4 separate regions of the Mus musculus genome follow, and regions 1, 2 and 4 are each linked to region 3. The links are chromatin contacts, called in public promoter capture Hi-C maps. All regions are on one chromosome and are shown on one strand. The core of a region is the stretch at or near the end of the contact, and the rest is flanking DNA. Distances in the headings are between cores, read along the strand shown.

Region 1 (2,907 bases), core at 340-2,839, 2.5 Mb after region 3:
TGCACCTGGTAGATGCAGTTGTTAGAGAAGGCAGAAGCAGCCCGGCCTCGTGCCACCTAAACAGGACACTACAGCAATCCCAAACCAGCTGAACCCCAACGACACCTATTTGCAGTTAGAAGCAGGAGGGGTAGAACTACCAAAGAATTTGTAACTTTAGGGCAGGGTCTCACACAGCTGAAACTGGCGTAAAACTCCTAATGATCCTGCCGGAATCGGAGTGTTAAAGATTATCGCCCTTAGTCATCCTATCCTGCCTTGGTCATCCATCCATCTCTTAAGTGCTAGAATTTCAGATCTGTGCCTTCACCCTCGACAAGATTTTATTTTTAAACGCACCCCAGATGGGACTGGGAGACAAGATGACACACTTTTGCACTTTACACAGCTTGAAAATGTTAACTTGGAACTTGTTAAGTGCTGGTAATAAAGCTACTTAGTACACTGACTGCCCGGCATATGTGAAACCTAGGGTTATATCCCCAGTACCACATACACACACATTAGAGCCAGGTGTAGTGACAGACGACTTTAATCCCAGCACTAAAGACACAGGGTTTCTGTGAATTCGAGGGCAGCCTGTTCCACATAGTGAGTTACAGGATAGCCAGGGCTACACAGAGACCCTGTCTTTTAAAAATAAGATAAACTCGCGTAGATAGGTGCAGCAGGTCTCTGGCCAAAACGCCAGCTCTGAAGTTGGCCAGACCCAAGTTCAAGGCCGTGCTGCCGTCCTGACACCTACGTCAGAACCATCTGACCCCTGCACCGTAGTCTAGCGTTCTGTGGACTCTCGCTGCTGCTCCCATTAAGTGACTGTTTTCACTTAGCCTGTGCCTTCCGGACCCCCACGCATACCAAAGTCGGAGAAGCGCAGCGTAGTCTAGAGACAAACAACTGTATCTGCGCAAGCAGCGGAACTCGGACTAGAAAATGCATCCGATTCCGGGATTGGAGGAACATGGGCGGGATCACATACCAGAGTACCAATCATAACGCCCCGGCTCTGGTGGGCGGAGCCACGCAGGCGCACAGACGGGAACCCTCCCCCACCCCGCTCCCAGCGCGCTCCCGCCTGCCCCTCCCGCAAGCCCAGCGGGGGCGGGAAGTCTGGCGCGCGCGCGCCGGCCCTTCGCCCGGGCTCCGCCCCCCGCCCTGCCGCGCGCTCCCGCCCCCGGGCTGAGGCGACTCTGAGTCGGAGCCCGACACAAAGGCGGTGGCGACGGCGGCAGCGGCAGCAGCGAAGGGACCCTAGAGGCCGCTCCGCCCGGGCTCTCCGGGCCCACTGCACTCACCCCAGCCGGCAGTCCTGCTGCCCACCCGCGGCTCTAAGATGGCGGCGACGAAAGAGACCGGGCGAGCGGCAGCCCCGAGCGGGAAGCGCCGGAGGGGCCTCCGCCGTCCTGCTTCGGACTCCCGGACCCAGGCGCGGCACGCAGCGGGACCGTGGCTTCCTGGGGCTCTTACCTGCCCGAAGCGGACTCGAGGGGATGCGGCCACACGTTCTGCTCGACCGCCCGTTTTGCCGCCTCCGCCTCGCCCTCCCCAGCGCCGCTGCCGCCATCTTGTGTCCCGGGCCGGGACTCCGCGCTGCGCATGCGTCGGTACCGCCTCTGAAGGACCTCGCCACGGCCGCGCCGCCATCTTGAGTGTGGCAACGTTGACTGGCTCCCCAGACCTTGATGGCTTTCGCCCCCACCCCCCGCCCCCAACTCCCCATTTTCCGGTTGATCTGGGTGGTCCCTTGTGGTCCTGAGGATGGGGAAAAACAGCGTTGCTATTCTTGAAACGTAGGTGGGAAGGAAGGAATCTATCGCACACCCCTGCCTCAGTTTCCCTGCCGAACGCATTCGCAGGGGCTGAAGATCTAGGACACTTTAGGGGGCACGAAGCTGGTCTAGAGTCTTCTGGGGGCTCTGGCTCAGTTGCCGACATAGGCGGAGCGGTGACGTAGGCCCTGCACGTTGGGTCCTGGCCTGCACAGTGCTCTGCCGCTTCCAGCTGGTGTCCTCTCGGGGCCTCTGCCCTCTAAGGGTCCTGGAATGTTAACTCTCTCTGCCTAGAGGCCAGGTGACGAAGACGTGCAAATCGAACCTTTGCGCGTTAGCAACCTGCTCACAAATTGCTCTTGAATAGTCGTAGCTTTTGGAGGAGTGCAAATAGGGTAGATGTGGCTTTGGGCAGTTGTAAAGTTGTGAAGGCTGCACACAGCTTAGTGGGAGACGCTTCTGCAAGGGGCCATCGTCGGGCTCCCTTCCGGAATTAGGCTCCTAGCTCCACCCACTTGTGGCCTCCTAAGGAAGCTGTTGCCCAGTTAAGGTAACTTGAAAGGAGGACAAGTTTGCCACCTGCTGCTGGACTAGCGTAGCAGATGGCCCAGCTGGTCAGCCTCTCAGGTCTATGACGCTGTCGGCGCTGGCTGCCCAGTAACTTGGAGCTGGAATGTTGGGAGGTCAGGAAAAATGGTCAACAATATAAACTAGTAAGAGTTGGAGGAGGATCTTGTCTAGTCTGCCCACAGACACCTGACCATCGACCCCAGGTGTGTCCATCTTAGGGATTTTTTTGTTCTTTTGGTTTTTTGATAGTTCTGCTATATAACCCTGGCAGACCAGGAACTCAGCAGTCTGTCTGCCTGCTGGGTGCTGAAATTAAAAGCATACACCATCATGCATCTCGAATCTTGGGAGACTGATAAAGGGTCACTAGTTTGAGAGGTCAGCAGGGCTACAAGATACTTGCTTTAAAAAGGAAAGTTTAACTTGGGAGGCAGAGGCAGGCAGATTTCTGAGTTCGAGGCCAGCCTGGACTACAGAGTGAGTTCCAGGACAGCCAGGGCTACACAGAGAAACCCTGTCTCGGGAAGAAAAAAAAAAAAAAAAAAAAAAAGGAAAGTTTAAAAGGGGA
Region 2 (2,700 bases), core at 177-2,676, 3.0 Mb after region 3:
AGAAATCCACCTGCCTCTACCTCCCGAGTGCTGGGATTAAAGGCGTGTGCCACCACACCCGGCACGAAGCATTTTCTTATTCTTAAACCCCTCTGGGCCTTTTAACATTTTACTATAGGTAACATGACAGGATTATCCTGCTCACTTTGCAGAGGATAAAAGGGATTGGAAAGGCAAAACAACTCTTCAAGTTCTCTCAGCTAGATTGGACCCTAAGCACAGCAGGCTCTTTGAACAGTTCACCACCTCGTACCAACAGTGTGATATTGCAGACGGGAGAGGAAACATTTGCCCAAGTCACAGGGCAGAGAGGAATTTAAAGGGACCTATCTGACACCAAGTCTTAACAGTTTCCACTTCATCATTACGGATGCCCTTTTGTCTATCCCTCTTCTTACTGTGGCTCCTGACAAGCTCAGCTGGGAGAAAGGAAGTCATTTTTCTAGAGGGTTTCAAGAAAGAGACATCATGTTTGCCCGGGACACAAGTCTGTTGACTGTAGTATCTGCCATGTGTGTTCAACCTCTAGCCACAAGCTGCGGAGCTGGCTACGAGGCTAAGCGCATAGGCAGCCAACACAACACTGTAAGGTTCTTTAAAACCCTATGAGATTTTGCTTGTTTGTATCTCGAACGCGCAGTTCCTGAGCGTGAACTTTGTAGATCACTACTTTGCTTCCTAGACTCTATCTCCTTCCCTGTTCTCGTCGTTCCGTTTTACAGATGGGCACCGGGGTCGCGCGGGGAGCGCACACTGAAATCCCTTCTTAAAAAAAAAAAGTGTCCACAAAATGAGAACTTGGCCCAGCCGGATTTAGAGCTCGGCGGTGCCCCACCACAAAACCCCACTCCTTTCCGCTAAGCTTACCTCCGCGTCGAACATCTGGTCCAGGGACGGGCTGCTGCGCACCAGCGCGTCCACCAGCGCCAGCCACAGGCCCAGAGAGCCATAGTAGACGGTCTGCATGAGTACGATCTGCGACAGGATTAGCAACGGGTCCCACACGTAGCTGCGGAACTGGCCCGCCATGCCGGCCCGCGGGGCTCGGCAGCCGCCCGCGCCTGTCAGTGCCACCACGCCATCGTCCCGCGGCCGCCGGGATACCTGCGGGAAGACACAGGGAGCTGCAGCCGGCGGGCCGGCCGTCGCCTTGGTAACGGCGCGGGAGGGAGGGAGGAGGGCCTGGGACCCGGGAGCAAGCCCATTCCCGGGTGGGAGAGGCGGGGCGGGCGGACCCACCCGTTCCGACCGCCGGGCTCCTCCCGGGTTCACTCACCCGCGACCGGCTCGAGGGTCGAAGCGTCGGAGCGCGACCGGACCTCGGCACTGGCCTCCTGACACAGCGCTGACAGACAGGACCATGGAGCGGAGGACCCGCCGGCCTAGAGAGGCCGAATAGCTGCGGCCCACGGCTTCCTGGGAAGGGAGAGCTTCCGGGGACGGCAACCGAGGGGCATTGCGCAGACGCAGTGGATGAACCCTACACGCCATCCAAAGGGGCCCTTGCGAGCAGCCCGGAAATAAACTCTGCACATGCGTAAGATGAAGGATGAAGGCAAACGGAAATGAGGCACAAAACCGTGGGTCTTGCGCGCCCTCTAGAGGGAGATTTTTAAAATCCAGCAGGTCCATTCCTAGGAGGGAAAGGGGTGGAAGGTCTAGACTTTAAAAATAAAATAAATAAAATAAATAAAAAATAAAAAATAAAATAAAATAGCATTCACTGAGGAATGGTGAGATGGTTAGAGGGCTAGATGCTTGCTGCCAAGACTGACGACCATTTTATATCTTGAACTCACATGTTGGAAGAAAAGAACTGACTGCCTCCTGTAAGCTATCATCTGACTATCACACTCATAGAAATACAATGATAACAATATAAAAAAATTTTTTTTTGTTTTTTTTCGAGACAGGGTTTCTCTGTGTAGATCTGGCTGTCCTGGAACTCACTCTGTAGACCAGGCTGGCCTCGAACTCAGAAATCCGCCTGCCTCTGCCTCCCAAGTTCTGGGATTAAAGGCATGCGCCACCACACCCGGCAACAATTTAAATTTAACAAAAGGGAACTTTTCTTTTTTTTTTTTTTTAAAGACAGAGTCTCGTGGGACCCCGACTTAGAGCGTTTCTCCCTGGAAGGTAAAGCCCCTGGACGTTCCCCAAGCTTGTTTCCCCCGATCTCTAAAATACAGCCAGAAAGAAGCTCTTTGTTCTCTATAGCCAGCAAAAAGCCTTTTTGTTTCTATACTTTACAACCAGAGATGCCTGCCTTCCTGTGCCGAGGACATGGAGATAAAAATTCAGAAAGAACTCACTCCCCACTCCTGCCTTGTAAATTTCACCAAGGACACCCGGAAGAGAAGAACTCTCCTCCCAACTCCTCCCAATTCCCCAGCTAGCTGTTAAAAGCCCCCTACTGTCACCGCTCAGGGTCAACTCCCAGCCCCTGCACAGCAGAGGGACTTCATCCTCAGCTACCTAATAATAAAACCTCTTGCAGTTTGCATCAGGTGTGGTTTTCTCTCGGGTCACTGGGGTGCTGGCCAACTCATCCTGGGACTTGAGCAGAGGCCCAGCTTCAGGGGTCTTACAGTCTCACTATGTAGCCCTGGATGGTCTGAAACTTGCTATATTCCAGACCCACATGGAATTCCCAAGGACTCCCAAGGAAATAATACATTTTAAAAAATGACTATTTTCATT
Region 3 (2,704 bases), core at 42-2,541:
GGTGGAACTGGAGTCTCCCTACACCCCAGTTTCAGTATTATTTACTTTCCTAGTCTACAATCTCCTTGAATTTTGGGTGCAGTGTGTGTGTTTGACTAAACTAGGGATTGACCTCAGGAATGGTGGGCAAGATTCCAGCCTTTAACTGACCAAGTCAGCTGAATCTGCCCCGTTTTTCTCCCTAGAATGCCCTAACCTACCCTACCAAACCCTTCTGGAATCTCAAATGGCTCAAGTTTCCTGCTCTGGAACATCCCACTCTATGCAAGGCTTCCGCCTGTGCTCTTAAGGTTAGGTCTGTAAACTAATGTAGTAGTGATGGAATTGTGACCACTGAGCACTGCCTCATTCCAGGACCCCATAAACTGATCAAGCTTCAAGCCCACATCTCAAAGCATTTGGCTCTGTATTACCTCTTTTATCTTGTCCTGCTGAGACTATGTGAATGTCTGGGACAGTACAGCTACACAACAAGATCTAATGACTTTCGCTCCTCAGTGGCCGAAGAGCTACCTGAAATGCTCTTAGTTAAAGTTCGGTATCAATTAAGGGGTTCCTTGTTAATTTTCTGGGGCTCATTTCAAAGAGAGAATTTGTAACACACAACAGTGTCCTGCCAAGCATGAAGATGGACTCGGGCCTTTTTAACACGTCATCTTCCCCATCTCTCCTCTAAGATTTCAAGCTGCGGGTCACGAGACGTCTTTCTCCCACCTAGGGTGGGCTCCTCTTCCCTCATGCTACCCAATTTCCATCCAAGCATCTGGCAAGGTCCAAAAACACCCAGTCCACACAAAAGTCTCCCACTAAAGCCTCGTGGCGGCTCCCTGCGGGCGGCTCCTGACGCCCAGGGCCGAGAAAAACGGTCAACTAGCAGTCAATGAATCAAAGAAACCTGCTGGGGGCAGACAAGAACAATGAAGGTTGCTGATGGTTACGGGGGATGCCAGGGGCTGCTCGTGGCAACGGGAGAACTTCCTGGATCAGGAGGAGGAGAGCCAGGGAACCCTGAGATAACCGGAAACCGGGAGCAGGAAGGACGTTCGCGGCTTCCGCCAGGCCTGCGCGTGGTCAGCAATGTCGGACCTCCGGGAGGCCTCAGGGCCCATGTTCTCATCCCGCCCCCCGCCAACCCTGGCTAGGTGGGCCCGCGCCACTCCACCCGGGCGCTCCAGGCCCGCTGTCGCCCGCCGGCCCGGCCCTGCCGCCTCCGCTACCCGAAGCCGCGCACTCACTCCTCCTCCGCCATCTTCTCCCCTATCCTGCGAGCTTCCGAGACTACAGAGTTCGGCGCCGCAGGGCTAGCGGGGCCGGCGGCTGCTTCCGGTTTCCGCTGCGGGCAGGGGCGGGGCTTGGCCTCCCAGGGCGACCCTCTGCGCTGTCCTCTCTGTGGCCTGGGAGTGGGACGACCTCTGGGGCTTTCTGTGGGCTTTTTCCGGCCAGGCTGTGTGACGATCTGGCCTTGGGACATCCGGACTTTTTTTTTTTTTTTTTTTTCCGGTCCCCGGGCGGGAAAGATTTGGAGGAAACTTTTGAGATCTGGGTGACTCAGCTGTGAGCCAAGCCGTCCGCCCCGCGTGAGAATCCCAGGGCTCAGAATGGGGGAAAGTGGTTTCTCTGGGCGTCCGGGCCGGCTGTGCGGAGCGGAGGGAGTCCGCAGGCGCGTTCCGAGGCGGCCTCAGTTTCCCCTGCTGTGGGGAGAGTAGACAGAGGGTCTTTGAAACGCTAGACAGTGTACTTACTCCGATTATAAAAGTTGAGAGCTAGCAAGGCAGAGGTTGGACATTCCCCATTGGTTTATTGGTTGGTGTGGTAGATGTGAAAATGAGATCCAGGACAACTTGAGGGGTTTCATTCTCGCCTTCCTCCGTGTTGGTCCTCGGCATTGAACTCTGGTAATACGGGTTGGCGGCACCGCCTTTACTCATTGAACTATCCCAACAAATTTTTCTTAACCTTTGTGTGTGCGGGGGTGGGTGGGGTACATTAGGAGGTCCCAGGTTATCAGATGTCTTCCTTACTCACGCTCCACCTTAGTTATGAGACAGTGAACCTGAAACTAGGGACGCGACATAGTGGCTAGCCAACAACTCCCAGGGATCCTCCTTCTCAGTCTCCCTGTCCCTATGGTTACAGATGCCAACAGCTATCCCTGGCTTCTGTGTGGATGTTGGGAATACCAACTGAGGTCCTCGTGCTTGCGTAGCAAGCGCATTGCCCACTGGGCTTTCAACACCGAAGATAACTTGAACTGTCTAGTCTGTATTGCTTAAAACTGGCCTGGTACTGCTGAGGTCTTTATGGGACCTTCTGGGTGTTCTCCTTCAGGGCCCCTTCCACCCTAGGTAGTTCCCCCCCCCCCCCCCACTTAATAACGCTTAACAGATATGTCACTTTCCCAAAGAACGATCCTTCTGTCTCATCCTCTTGAGCAGTTGGGACTGGAGGGTGAGAGACACCCCTCCCCACCCCCATTCAGGCATCTGTCTACTTCTGTACAGGGGTGGAACCTAGGGCAACACATATGGCAGGCAGGTGGTCTTCCATTCAGCTAACATGCCCAAGTTCTCTGTAGAGACCTACTGTATGCTGAGATGTACCTTGTGGGGTTCAGACTATACAAAGGAACTAGGAAAGCCAGGTATAAGGCAAGATAAAATTAAACGAACAAGGGAAGCCTCACACATTAGCTGAGAACAAAAAT
Region 4 (2,700 bases), core at 169-2,668, 2.5 Mb after region 3:
CTCAAAGCCACTTGTCCTTTTCACTGAATTCATTTTTCTTCTCCTCTTTTTTTTTTGTTTGTTTATTTTTTGAGACAGGGTTTCTCTGTGTAGCCCTGGCTGTCCTGGAACTCACTCAGTAGATCAGGCTGGCCTCGAACTCAGAAATCCGCCTGCCTCTGCCTCCCAAGTGCTGGGATTAAAGGAGTGTGCCATCACCGCCCCGCTTTTTTTTTTTTTTTTTTTTTTTTTAGTACACGGTTTTTGTGTCCTGAAACTAACTCTGTAGACCAGGCTGGCTTTGAACTCACAGAGATCCACCCGTTTCTGCCTTTCCATTTCTGGGTTTAAAGGTGTGTGCCACCACTCCCTGGCTCTTTCCATTTCCTTTTCTTTCTCTCTTTTTTTTTTCTTTTCTTCTTCTCTTCTCTTTTCTGTTTTGAGATATGGTCTCGCTATGTAGACCTGGCTGTTCCGGAACTATGTAGAGCAGACTGGCCTCAAACTCACAGAAATCCGCCTGCCTCTGCCTCCCAAGTGTTAGGACTCAAAGGCGTGCAGCACCAGGGCCCGGCTTTAAGCATGTATTTATTGTTATGTCTGTAAGTGCACACATGACACTAAGAGCGCGTGGAGGTGGGTGGACAGCCTGGAAGAGACGGTTCTCTCCTTTTACCATGTGGTTTCTGGGAAAAACTTACTACATAGCTCCAGCTGGTCTATGTAAGTCAAGTGAGGTTAGCCTGCCTCTCCGGAGTGCTAGATTAAAAGCATGAGCCACCACCACACTGGGCCCAAGGACTGTAGACTTCTAAAAATACCTAACACTGCCTGCGTGCGTGCATGCGCGTCTATGAGCGCGTGTGTATGCTAGGAATAGGACGCAGGGCCTCGTGTTTGCCACTGAGCTAATTCCCCAACTTCTAAACACACCTACACTGATCAGAGGACAGCTGGGTGTCTGGCCCTCCAGTCCTAGTAAGAAATACAGCTGCGAAGTGCACCGTGGCCTAAGCATTAACTCTTCTTCAAACATCCCTGACCTCTGCCATTACCCGATCCCCCAAGTCGCCTTAGTTGTGATTCCTGACCAGCCTTTCCTGTCCTCAAACCTCGGTTTTGCCATCTGTACTACGGCACAGCAAGCCCAACCCGGGAGAACCCGATCTGGCTCGAGTGGAGCTTTAAGCTACAGGTGAAAAACCAGGAAAATGACTGACGTTCCCTCCCCTCTGGACACCTCTAAACCATCCCAGGTCGCGACGGTTCTCTAAGCGACCCCTGGAGGTGTGGCTAGACGCTGGGGGCCACACCCACGAGAGCCGGGCGCCTCCGCCGCGCCTTGTCCGGCGAGTCCGGGCTGGGACCTGCGTGACGTCATGCCACTTCCCGTGTAGCCCTCCGCCACACGAAAAAGTAGTCCCCGTACCCAGCTGACCTCAGCCCTAACACCGGGCAGCATGTGACTTCTAGAGTCCTCCTGGACCCGACGACGGCTCTGAGTCCTCCGAGAGGCCTTCTGAAACCCCGCAGATCTCTCTCTCCCGGGGGGACGGCGGCGGAAGTAGTTCCGGTTCGAGGGCGGCCGATGGGTTCCTCCGCGACGGGGGTGAGAGGATGGCGACCTCGTCGATGCCGGAGTCGGAGAGCGACACAGCAGCCAGAGGCTCAGGTTAGCGGCAGCCGGAGGCGGGCTGCCCCTCCGCACACTGCCGTGCACCGGGGCCCTGCCGCGAGGCTGCCGGGTGGCGGACTCCCGGGCCGGCGGGGCTGTCCGAACAGGGCCCCGGGGTCCCAGGCCCTTTAGCCGCTCTCGCATTTGCCTGAGCGGAAACCCAGCGCCGCCACAAGATGGCGCCGGGCCTGGAGCTCAGGCAGCGCCGGGGACAGCCCCGAGACACCAGGCCCCGCGACCGTCGCTGTCAGCCCCCTCCGCAGGGGAGTCCGGGGAGGGGGAGTGAACCACTGACCCCGGGGGCCTGCGGGCTGTACCACCGGCTCCTCATCCGAGGGGACACGGGGGCCGGAGCGCCGGGCCGCTGTGTCCGCCCAGGGTCGATTCATGCCTCTGGGAGGAGCAAGGAGCCGTGATCACCCACCGGGACCACCCTTCTTCCCAAAGGGTCCTAGCCTGAGAGGCCAGGCGTCCCTATTCTTTTCTGGAAGGTTCCCTTTCCAGGAAACCCCGTCCCATCTAGTCCGATGCTCAGTCTTTGCATCTGCAGAATGGGCACACCGGTGCATCTGGGTGGGTTCTGCTTGGCCGGGCCCGAAAGGTGGACCACTTGTTGCAACCATGGTCGTATCGCCCAGCAGAGTGAAAGCCTCAAACCCCGCGCTTCGCTGTCAGTCGGTCCCCAGAACCAATGGAGGAGAACGAGGTGGAGAGCAGTAGCGACGCGGCCCCTCGGCCCGGCCAGCCTGAGGAGCCTTCTGAGAGCGGCCTGGGTGTGTGCACCTCGGAAGCTGTGTCCGCGGACAGCAGCGACGCTGCGACCGTCCCAGGATTAACGGAGGCTGACGACTCTGGCGTCGGGCAGAGCTCGGACGGTGGCAACCACTCTGTGGTATGGATCAGTGTGGATGGTGTGGGCAGGGGGACCGTCAGCAAAGCCTACTTGTAGAAAATAACTGTTTTTGAGGCAGACGCCAAGCCATGCCATGCCAAACTGCTGTGGTCGGTTTTGACAAGTCCCATGGCTAAGAGACATACTTAAACCA

Evidence for each region. Promoter capture Hi-C pulls out the DNA fragments that hold promoters and counts their contacts. Capture Hi-C pulls out chosen DNA fragments and counts their contacts.
Region 1: a contact with region 3 is called in a promoter capture Hi-C map of liver, with 3 times the contacts expected there. The contact joins the promoter of Pcif1 here to the promoter of Slc9a8 in region 3. A contact is called at or near these places in 2 of 39 promoter capture datasets (liver and pre-B cells) and 1 of 484 Hi-C or Micro-C datasets (B cells).
Region 2: a contact with region 3 is called in a promoter capture Hi-C map of liver, with 4 times the contacts expected there. The contact joins the promoter of Sys1 here to the promoter of Slc9a8 in region 3. A contact is called at or near these places in 2 of 39 promoter capture datasets (liver and pre-B cells) and 1 of 484 Hi-C or Micro-C datasets (B cells).
Region 4: a promoter capture Hi-C map of adipose tissue shows a contact between it and region 3, with 3 times the contacts expected there. The contact joins the promoter of Zfp335 here to the promoter of Slc9a8 in region 3. A contact is called at or near these places in 1 of 115 datasets of contacts at active chromatin or transcription factors (thymic regulatory T cells) and 1 of 9 other capture datasets (adipose tissue).

Annotation. Positions count from the first base shown.
Region 1 is chr2:164,878,050-164,880,956 of GRCm38.p6, reverse strand. Pcif1 (PDX1 C-terminal inhibiting factor 1) reads right to left here and starts at 1,589. Exons shown (of 17, transcript NM_146129.3): 1 at 1,468-1,589. 4930445K14Rik (a long non-coding RNA gene) reads left to right here. Exons shown (of 2, transcript XR_003953757.1): 2 at 916-2,907.
Region 2 is chr2:164,459,697-164,462,396 of GRCm38.p6, reverse strand. Sys1 (SYS1 Golgi-localized integral membrane protein homolog (S. cerevisiae)) reads right to left here and starts at 1,426. Exons shown (of 4, transcript NM_025575.3): 1 at 1,277-1,426; 2 at 868-1,104. The coding sequence starts at 1,029.
Region 3 is chr2:167,420,297-167,423,000 of GRCm38.p6, reverse strand. Slc9a8 (solute carrier family 9 (sodium/hydrogen exchanger), member 8) reads right to left here and starts at 1,291. Exons shown (of 17, transcript NM_148929.3): 1 at 1,236-1,291. The coding sequence starts at 1,249.
Region 4 is chr2:164,910,468-164,913,167 of GRCm38.p6, reverse strand. Zfp335 (zinc finger protein 335) reads left to right here and starts at 1,418. Exons shown (of 28, transcript NM_199027.2): 1 at 1,418-1,651; 2 at 2,296-2,546. The coding sequence starts at 2,346. It overlaps Zfp335os (zinc finger protein 335, opposite strand), which reads right to left and starts at 1,735. Exons shown (of 2, transcript NR_166490.1): 1 at 1,418-1,735.